2 separate regions of the Gossypium hirsutum genome follow, and region 2 is linked to region 1. Evidence: chromatin contacts called from public Hi-C data. All regions are on one chromosome and are shown on one strand. Each heading gives the region's core, a stretch centred on a gene start, on an enhancer-like site or on the middle of the called end of the contact. The rest is flanking DNA. Distances are from core to core; before and after follow the strand shown.

Region 1 (5,306 bases), core at 1,773-4,272:
TAATAAAGAAGCAAAAATAAATAAGAAAGGACTAAAATTGAACTAATGACAAAGTTTTGGGGAAAATTTAAAAGGAAATAAAGGGGAAAGGACTAAATTGCACACGCAAACAAATAAGAGGGACTGGATTGGGCAATAAACCATTCGGCCTAAAACTCAGGGACCAAAATGAAACAAAAACAAAATTTCTGGGTAAAATTAAAAATACGAAAAATTGAATTACAAAGCTATAAAAAAGCGGAAGGGCTAAAAGTGCAATTAGCCATTCCATAAAAAACATGCGGATCCTAAGCGGGTATGGGTCAGGTCAGTCCGACCCAGGGCAAATGACGTCGTTTTATGCCCTGGGTCTTTAATGCAAAATCGCATTTTTTCATATTGTTATAAAAGCAAAAAATTTTGTAAAAAATTCATTTTTTCTTTCTTTTTCTTCAAAAAAGCTCTCTCTCTCTCTCTCTCTCAGCCCTCACTCAGCCTAGGAATTTCTGGTGAGACTCTGGCGCCGTACCTCAGCCATGCGCCACCGTCGCCGGCCACCGTACACGGTGGCCAAATTTTCGAAAAAGGTAAAAATTTTAGTTTTTTCGCTTTTTTCTTTTTTAAAAAAAACTTATTAATATATATTATATATATACATAGAACACAAATAAAAATAAAATATGTATGAATATATGCGTAGTTTCAAAGAAAGGAATAAAACAAAATCAACAACCTTTCGTGTTCGCTATTTGTTGCCTTGTTTATGTGCTTGAATCTGGTTTTTGATATTGTGAAGACTGTTTTTGTACTCTAGAAATTTACTGCTTTGTATTGATAAAAACAACCGACCCTTTTACAAAGTTTAAAATCAGCTTTTATAGCCATTGTACAAAAATCTCTTTCTACTTTCTGTCTTTTCGTTTTAATTGCTTGCAGGTGCTGTGGCGGTGGAGGTGACTCGAGTTGGTGGCCGGTGCTGCAGTGAGCAGGTGGTGGCAGAGGCAAGTGGCCGAATGGGACAAGGTGGCTAGGGTTTCAGCTTTTCTGAAACCCTAGTTTGTCTAATGGGCTAGGTTAATTTTAGGTTTTGGGCTTTTGGATAGTTGGGCTGATGTTTGGGTTTAAAATGTTGTAAACGAGTTTGGGTTTTGTGGGTTTAGTTGTAATGTATTTGGGCTGAAAGGTTGGGGTTTAAGTGTGGGTTGCTGTTGGGGTTTTGGTTTGTAAGGGTTTTAGGTATTTTGGGTAGGTGTTTGGTTTAAATGGGTTTTGTAAAATGTAAATGGGCCATTCGGGTTGAAGTTGTAAATGGGGCAAAATTGGGCTATAACATTGTTTATATTGATTAAGTTCTTTCTTATGTTTGGATTGCATTCTTGGTTGCCATTGTTCCAACTTTGGGTATTGGTTCAACCAGATTGGCCACAACATCCTCCCTGTTGGTTTTTTAGTCTAAGAAAGAGAAGATGGACAGATCAAATTTTAGCAATGAAATGTGATTTGCTATATTTTTCAATTTTTCAATACATAATTTACATACAAAGATGACTTTAAATAGGAAAATTTTCCAACTAGAAGTTGACAAGTTTAAGTACATGAGATTTACTCCATTGGCTGATTTCTATCTAGTCAGCGCTTAAATTATCCTATCAAAATGAAGATAAATAATTTGACAACTTTTTCTAGCAAGTTATAATTTGACAACTTTTTCTAACAAGTTGACAACTTGCTAACTTGTATCATAAGCTTTGGGATAGTCTGTCAATAGTTGTTCGTCAAATAGTTCATCAGTTGACAGTCCACCATTTTTCTTGTAGTACTTTAGCTTGTCTTTTGGTTTGTTCGCCACTTTGGCTTATTCTTTGGCTTGTCCGTCACTTTGGTTTACATTTTTGGTTTGCACTTTTGGTTTGCACATTTGTATCTCGTCAATTGAGAGAGTTGTTGCATGGATGGCTATCTCACAATACTCCTCCTTAGCCTCCATACAGCGAACACCAATTTCATTTCTCAAACTTCGTTTTTCCAAGAGGCTTGGTCAGAATGTTCGTCAGTTGATTCTCTGTGCAACAATGAATTAAAATTACTTCTTCGCTCTGTTCAACTTCTCTCACAAAATGATACTTAATCTTGAAATGTTTTGTCTTTCCATAAAAGACAAAGTTCTTCACAATTACAACGGCGAATTGATTATCATAGTAAATTTGCATTGCTTTAACCAAAATTCATAAATCTTAATATATGTTTGGTTGATTGTAATAGAATTGAGCAAGAATGAAATAATTATAGTTTAATGAAATAATGGAGAGATAATAAAATATTATGTTATTTAGTTGATTGAATCGGACAGACATGTAATATTATTACTTTAAGTAAAATAATATCATAAAATAGGTTAAAAATAAACAAAAATTGACAAATTTAACCTTAAATTAAAAGTAATTATTATTTTTGTATTATTAATTAATATCTTACTATTTTTTGAATGCATTATATAACTTATGAATTATTTTTATACTTATAATAAAATTATATTAAAATAATATTTACAAATATTTGTAATAATTAATATTTAACCGTAAATTTTATAATATAAATAAAATATCATGTCCTTTTTTTTGTGAAAAAACAAAACAACTTAAAAATCAAACACTAAACAAAAGACATCTGTGTGGACTCCTTTATCAACCGTAAATCGGTTCTTCTATCCTTTACTGCCTTAATGATCTTGTCTGCAAGTTTATTGTCCTCTCTAGAGATATGTAGAATAATCCCGTGGGTAAGAAGCTTCAATACCGTATAGATTTTTCTTTCCAAAACTAGAGTTTCCGTAAACGTCATCCTTAATTATGTTAATAGCTTCAATGCTTATTTATTATTAAGAAGCATATGAATCATTGCTTTTATTTTTATTTTTATTTTTTGCGTTATTTAGCAAGTTGATTTAAAATTTGAAATATGAAAATTAAAACGATTCAATTTTAAATATGTAAAAGGAAAAGTTAAAAAATAGTTTACCCAAAAAGTGACAGGGACTGAAGAGAAAATTTCTCCTTTTCCCTTCCGCTCTTTTTCACGCGAAGGTCCCAGATGGGTTTTGGTTCCTTTATTATTTTTGACTCTTTACTCTCCTCCATTTGCTCTAGAGGCCGCCTTTACTCCACTATCCAGTCAGCCATCGCCGACGTCCCTCGGGCCAACTGATACCACCGGAGTGCAGCTCTCTTCCTCTTCAATCTATTTTTCGGCTTAAAGTCTCTCTCACTCTCACCGTTGCCGCTGACATCGTAATGATTTTTCGTGGCGATCTTCTCAGTACTTAACTGTATCTACTCTATCGCTTTGTGATTTATATTTGGCTCTCATTTCCGATTTTGAGTAGAGCTCTCTTTGCTTTTTGTTAGCTTCGTCTTATTGAAAATCATCTCTAAAAAAGTACTAATCGATCTATCTTTTGCTACTTTCCTTTTCTTTTAGTGATTGATTCAACAACCACTGCAATCAAGATTTCATCTGACATTTACATTGTTCATAACGAATATTCTTGGAATGATTTAGTTCTTAATCCGTTTTTATTCTCATTTTCTAGGTTTCATCTGTTTGATTTCTTCAATTTTGTTATTTACTGAAGCTGATAGTGTTCGCTTTTCTCTTTTGACAATTTATTCGTTTTTCTCTGTTTCTCTTTTGACAATTTTAAGCTAAGACTGTCTAAGAAGGGGGAACTTCTCGCTGTATCAAATTTTAATGTTCTATGTTTGTAATTCAGTATTAGGGTTTAGTTGTTTTTCCCTCCAATTTTTTGCATTTTGTATTGTGCTGTTTTGGGTTTCATGATCATACTGGAGATTGTCATGATTCGTGTATGCATAGATGTTTTCTTTTTCATACTGCTAGGTGTTTGCATTCATCAGTAAGGATTGGGTAGATATTCTTTAAAATAGTTTTGAATGGAGCTCATCGATGAACTTAGTTGGGATTGTTTGTGTGCTGGTGGGTATTATTTGCAAATGGAATTTGATAGAAAATTTCAAGTAGACCCAAGGTATCTCTATATATCATCTGAATGGGAAGTTTTTGTGTGATTACTGATATATTCATCTGTGTTACCTAGGCTTATAGCATGTTTACATGAAGGGAAATTGAGTTGTAATCTTTTAAGTGAACAGGTTCTAGGTTTTGGCTATTTCGACGTTTTAGGTTGATTTGTTGTTCTACTATTCTCAATTGTTTGAAAAGCTATGTTGGTTTCTGCTTTCAGTTGCATTATTTGCTTTTAAGTTGCTTCTCTTGTTTTTAGCCTGTAGTTATAAAATCTATTTTATATATATGCTTGGCCTATTTGGATGTAACAGTGAATAAGAAAGAAAGCACTAAGAAGAAGAAGAAGCCATGGGAAGCACAAGTATTGCTACTTTCGACTGGTTGATGTGATAATGTTGTTTTATAATTGGTGGTTGTGAGGTCCAGTTTTTTAGATATATCATAGTAAAAGATTTGGCCAACTGATGAAGGCTTTTAAAGTTGTTCAAAATGTTCTCCAAGGCTCAAAGTATTGTGAAACAAACCTAAATGGTGCTCTGCATTTTAATGCAATGTTATATCACTGCACAAGGGATTCCGACAAAGAGGTCTTACCTCATGAATGGTACGAAAAGGCGTTTTCAAAGTTGACAAGATTGGCCCACTTGTTAAAAGATGTGGATTCAGTTGATGGACGTCTTGTGAATGCAAATGACAATTCGATCATCATCAGTGATCGAATTGAACATAGAATGAATGCTTTCAAGTCACTTGTAAGAGTCTTTATTGGGTCCCCATCAGTTCAACAAATGCTAAAGAAAAAAATATCTTCATTTGACTGTTTTGGTAAACCTAGTGAAAGGGAGCCCATGATTGTGAATTCATTAACCTTAGTGAGCAATGTTTTGAATGTTACAGCTCAACAGAGGAAGTTGGTGCGTCTAACAATATGTCCTCAGGTTACACAACACAGGATATGGATGGGTGCCCTTGAGAAAATATTGAATGAACTGAAATTGGAGATTGATTTATTGAATTTCCAACTCCCAAGTAAAGGAACTAAGATGGGTAAGCAGATAGTTTCTAGCTGCCTTAAGTTCTTGGATGAGTCTGCTGTTTCTTATGACTTTGATTCTGCTTCATGGATTCGACTTTCGCCTGCAAAAGTTGTTGACTCTCCTCACAAATGGGAGGATGTTCTTGAGATGTTTACTGATCTCATTAATTGCTTGAAGAGTGAGAAGGAATGGCTTTATCATTTGAAAACGATTGAGGTGATGAAAGAAGGTGTGTCTCAGATTAGG
Region 2 (5,306 bases), core at 1,140-3,639, 39 kb before region 1:
AAACCATTCCATTGAATTAATTAGGGGCGCAAATTAGAAGTCGAAATTAAATTGTAATTTTTACGATAATAAAAATATAATCTTTAAATGATTAAATCAAAATTTTATTATTTTTAGAGGGTTAAAGTGTACTTTTAATTTTATTAATTTAAAATTTCAAAAATTTTAAAAGACTTAAATGAAAATTTTTTTATTTTAAGTAGCCGACTCCTAGAATCAATTGATTTTTTTTTTGAATAAATCCTTGAACTCTTAAAAAGACACAATTTGGTATTGATGTCGAGAACCACAATCTTATTAATTAGTCATGCACCAATCACAAGAAGAAAAATTTAAAAAGTAATTTATTCAACATGTTAAGAAAATTTTAATATTTAAACAATTTATTTAAAGTTATTGATCCACAAACCAACTCACACATTAACTTATATTCATACCTGATTTTGAAAATTATCATAAATTTATTTTTTATAATTAATAAGATTTAATTGTAAATTAATTTTTACCTTAATTAACTTAAATTTTATAAAGAAAATTAGAAACCCAGCGAAAGCAGGGCTCAAAACTAGTTTTCCATAATTTGCTTGGGTACTATTAATATAAATAGAGATAAATATTAAAATTATATATGAATTTTGATCTAATATGTAATTGTATATATGAATTTTAATTTGATATAATTATACACGTGAAACTCTAATTATGGTTCAAATATATACTTGAAATTTTAATTTTCATGTACATTTAAAGAAATAAATACATCAATTTATTTTTGTATTGAATAAATATAATTATTTATGTATGCAATATATAAACATAAAATGATGTTATATTAATAATTGTGTTAATAATTTATAAGAATTGGATCAAATCAAAATTTCATTATAAAATTACACAAATCAAAGTTAATATATACAATTGCATATTAAACCATAATCCATGTATAGCTTTGAGATTTATCCCTTATTATAAATCATGTTATTTATCATATAATACTATTTTATAATTATTTTTTTAATTATAAAGTTTATCAAATGTTATTGATAAATTACAATGATAATGATTAGACCATTCCACTATTAAAATTATCAATTTGAGCACTAATATTAATAATATAAAAAATTTAGGTCACCTAATTATTAGAGACTAAAGATTGTGAATTAATGTTAGTACTAGACCTGCCCATGGGCCGGGTTGAAGACTTGTCCGAAAAGTAGAAGGGTTTGGGTAAAAATATAGGCTTGAAAAATGAATTTGGGCAAAGAATAAAGCCCGTTTTCTAAACGGGCCGAGCCTTAGGTAAGTTTTTTTGCCTAGTCCGGGTATGAATACAAAAAAAATCAATTTTTTTTACTGTTATTTGCTATTTTTTTTCTTGCTATTTTCTTGTTGTTTTTTTCACTATTTTGCTACAATTTCACAATTATGTTACTACTATTTTGTTGTTATTATTTGAATATTGTATAATCTTGTTTTATTGTTAATTTTGTTGTTATTTTTCACATTTGCTTGTTAAATTGTATTTATTTTAGTGTTGTTTAAGTATATATATATTTATTTTTAATTTGTTGTGAAACATTTATTTTAATGTTTTTAGTATTTATGGTGTATTATATATATATTTTTAAAATTATATAAAAAATTAATACGAGTTGAGTTTAGTCAAAATTTTAAGATAATTTTTCGGGCCAATCTAGGCCGACTCATAGACACATTTAGTTAGTACCATACATAATATATATTAGATGATATATAGTGTTATCAATTCTTTCAATATATAAAAAATAATTTTTATAATTAAGATTAAAATGACAAATTTTATAAATATTAAAGATTAAATTTGTTAATTTTTTTAGATTTAGCTTCTGTTATCTGTTGTAACTGACTAAATTCAGTATCTTTGGACTCTTTTTATTCTAATAAGTTATCATTTTGAAAGAGCAGAAAAATAAAATGAATACTAGTTATGTTCATCCAGAGACTCATAATTTTGGTTACATATTGCAATGACCCAGCAGATGGATGGGTTATCTCTGTAAGAGGTACACAATCTACTCGGGTTTAGTTTGAAAATTTTTTTTTACAGTAATCCTTGATTTCAGCGGTCAGTGACTAATAAAAAAGAAATAATTGTATAAAATTATAATTTCACTTTATTTTTATATATTTTTTCAATAGAAAAATTTTCAATAAAAAAATACAAATCAAAATTTTCATTAATTAATAATTCAAAATTTTGAACCTTCAACTAAAATTTAAGAAGTAATGACTATAAAAGTCTATAATCAGCGGAGCAGTTTTGACTTCACTTTGGCCCACCATCTTTTGGGGGTGTCTCTAGGAATGGAGAAATTCTGCTTGAGGACAGTAGTGGCTTCCGCGTGGGTCATAGGCTTCTTATGGCGAACCGTAACACTGAGCCCAAACCAAAAGATAGAGGAAGATCTTGACTTCGAAAGCAATAAATTTGATCCATATTGGGTTAATTGATTAGCCGGGAAATCACTAACCATTATTATTATCACAGCCTATAAAAAAAATTAAGCTTAAAGATGGCCTCACCTTTTTGTTGCACTACCCGTGTTCTTTCTTATGTTTCGATTGCACTCGTGGTCACCATTTTTCCAACTTTGGGTACTGGTTCTACCAGATTAGTCACAACATCCGAGCTAGAAATGGAAGCAAAAGCTATCCTTCATTTAGGTTGGTGGAGTTGGCACAGCAATGACACTCACAAACGTTGCAGCTGGGTAGGTATATCATGCAATGAAGCTGGGAGCATCACCAGCATTGATTGTTCACGGTTTGCGGTTAGTGGAAGCATCTCGCCTCAAATATGTGCTTTATCTTCTCTCGAGCACCTTGATCTTTCTTACAATAATATAATAGGTGAGTTACCTCAATCCCTTGGAAAACTTACACGTTTAAAAGGGCTCAATCTTTCCAGAAACTTTGTTGAAGGTTCTATCCCTTCAGGCTGTGGAAACTTGGAAAGTTTGAAGCTGTTGGACCTATCGCATAATAGAATTACTGGCCCTATCCCTTCTACCTTGGGCAACTTAACCACTTTAAAAATGTTGAACCTATCCAAAAACCAAATTAGTGGTCCTTTCCCTTCTACCTTAGGCAAATTAACCAATTTAAAACAGTTGGACTTATCCTTTAATCAAATCACTGGGGTAATTCCTCGTGAAATTGGAAACCTAAAGGATTTGTGTGAATTGAATCTAAGTAAAAACAAGCTCAATGGTTCGATCCCTTTGTCAATATTTAATTTATCCAGATTGAGCATTCTCTATCTTGATTCCAATCTTTTAGAAGGTCCCTTACCACAAGAAATGAAGAATTTGAAAGCTTTAATTTCCTTGACCTCTCCAGTAACAATTTGATTGTTCCTATTCCATCTCAAATTGGAAATTGCTCAAACTTACAAGAATTGTCTTTGAGTAACAATCATATAACTGGAAGCATTCCCTTTGAAGTCTTCAGTTGCCCTCATTATACTCTTGATCTCAGTCATAACTTCATCGAGGGAGAAATACCGCATCAATTTGATAACGATCTTTACTTTCAGGTTTTGGATCTTAGCCACAACAATCTAACAGGCATGATTCCTGCATATTTGTGGGTGTCGTATGTGCTCAATCTGTCCTATAATTCTCTAGACGGTCCTATACCAGGGCATTTGAGTGAATTTTCATCTGATTCATTTTGGGGAAACAAGTATTTATGTGGAAACATACGAGGTTTCTCTCCTTGCCCTTCTACATCAAGCAACAAGTTAAAAATTGTTGAAATCATTCTTCCCGTTCTCTGTTTTTTGGCCTTCTTGGCTTTAGGAGTCTTACTCTTCCTTAGATCCAGAGCAAAAGATAACATTCCTGAACCAAATGTCACAAAAAATGGAGATTTATTCTCAATCTTGAACTTTGACGGAAGAATTGCATTTGAAGATATCATTGAGGCGACCAACGACTTTGACATCCGATACTGTATTGGGACTGGTGGTTATGGTAGTGTTTATAGAGCGCAGTTACCAAGTGGAAAGATTGTTGCCTTGAAGAAACTTCATCGTAGAGAAGCAGAGGTCCTAGCTTTTGACAAGAGTTTCAAGAATGAGGCAAAAATATTATCAGAAATACGACACAAGAACATAGTGAAGCTTCATGGATTTTGTCTCCATAATCGTTGCATGTTTTTGATTTACGAATACATGGCTCGAGGGAGCTTATTTTGTGTTCTCGCCTATGATAATGAAGCAATGGAGCTGGATTGGACCAAAAGAGTGAAGATAATCAAAGATACAGCATGTGCTTTATCTTATCTGCATCATGATTGCCACCCACCAATAGTTCACCGAGACATATCAAGCAATAACATTTTATTGAACTCCAATCTTGAGGCTTGTGTCTCGGATTTTGGCACAGCTAGACTCATTGATCCTGATTCGTCTATTCAAACAATGCTTGTTGGCACCTACGGTTATATTGCACCAGGTCAAGTTTCTAAGCTTTGAGTCTGCTTTTGTTTTGTTATTCGACTTTGGGTTGTAAGTATGCCTTTGAGGTATTGAAAACTTGACCCCAATTCTTAAACCATAATGAAAAGTGGCATATTAGCTATTTTTAAATTGCTTGTGGTTAAAGATTAGCAACAGTTTATGCATATAGTGCCATGAATTATCAAGTGCTGGAGTTCTTTTGTTATAAAGACTCTCGATTTTCGATCTTTTAAATTATTTTAACGATTATATTTTAATTGGGTTTCTTTTGTTGTTAAATGCAGAACTTGCTTATACTATGGTTGTAACTGAAAAATGTGATGTCTAATGTTTTGGAGTATTGGCACTTGAAACACTCATGGGAAAGCATCCTGGTGAACTCTTGGTATCATTATCCGCATCATCTTCCAATAATATAATGTTAAGTGATATTTTAGATCCACGCTTACCGCTTCCAAGCGATCGAAGAGTCGCAAAGGATATTGTTTTCGCTACAACAATGGCCTTTGCTTGCTTAAGGTCGAACCCAAACTTCCGACCAGCAATGAAGTGTGTGTCTCAAGTGTTTCTTTCCCGGAAAAGACCAGTAGCAGATCGTCTCCAAGCTATCTCTCTGCTGCAACTCAAGGAGCATGGTCTGTATATGGATGATGAAGCCAAAATTCAATCTCAGATGTCAGGGGATATTGTTGAACTCCATGCTAGTTCTTCAAGTTGATTTTCAGGTGTAGCATTATTTGAACAATGCAAGGCATCTTTGTGTTATTTGATCTCTTCACTCCCTGTCTTTGCATTCAATATCAGA

Evidence for each region. A called contact is a pair of places that touch in the nucleus more often than the background predicts.
Region 2: a Hi-C map of leaf shows a contact between it and region 1, with 2.9 times the contacts expected there. The contact joins the enhancer-like site here to the promoter of LOC107888626 in region 1. A contact is called at or near these places in 8 of 34 Hi-C or Micro-C datasets (anther, callus, fibers and 3 more).

What each region holds. Positions count from the first base shown.
Region 1 is chrA09:6,195,581-6,200,886 of Gossypium_hirsutum_v2.1, reverse strand. LOC107888626 reads left to right here and starts at 3,022. Exons shown (of 4, transcript XR_005901535.1): 1 at 3,022-3,266; 2 at 4,335-5,306.
Region 2 is chrA09:6,233,639-6,238,944 of Gossypium_hirsutum_v2.1, reverse strand. It overlaps the pseudogene LOC107888627. Among protein-coding and RNA genes, the nearest start is that of LOC121206502, 11 kb to the left of the region's middle. Within about 2 kb of position 2,389, at least 6 of the 9 cell types and tissues checked have an H3K27ac peak or open chromatin away from gene starts, as enhancers often do. A contact at or near this core is called in fibers and leaf, where this site is marked.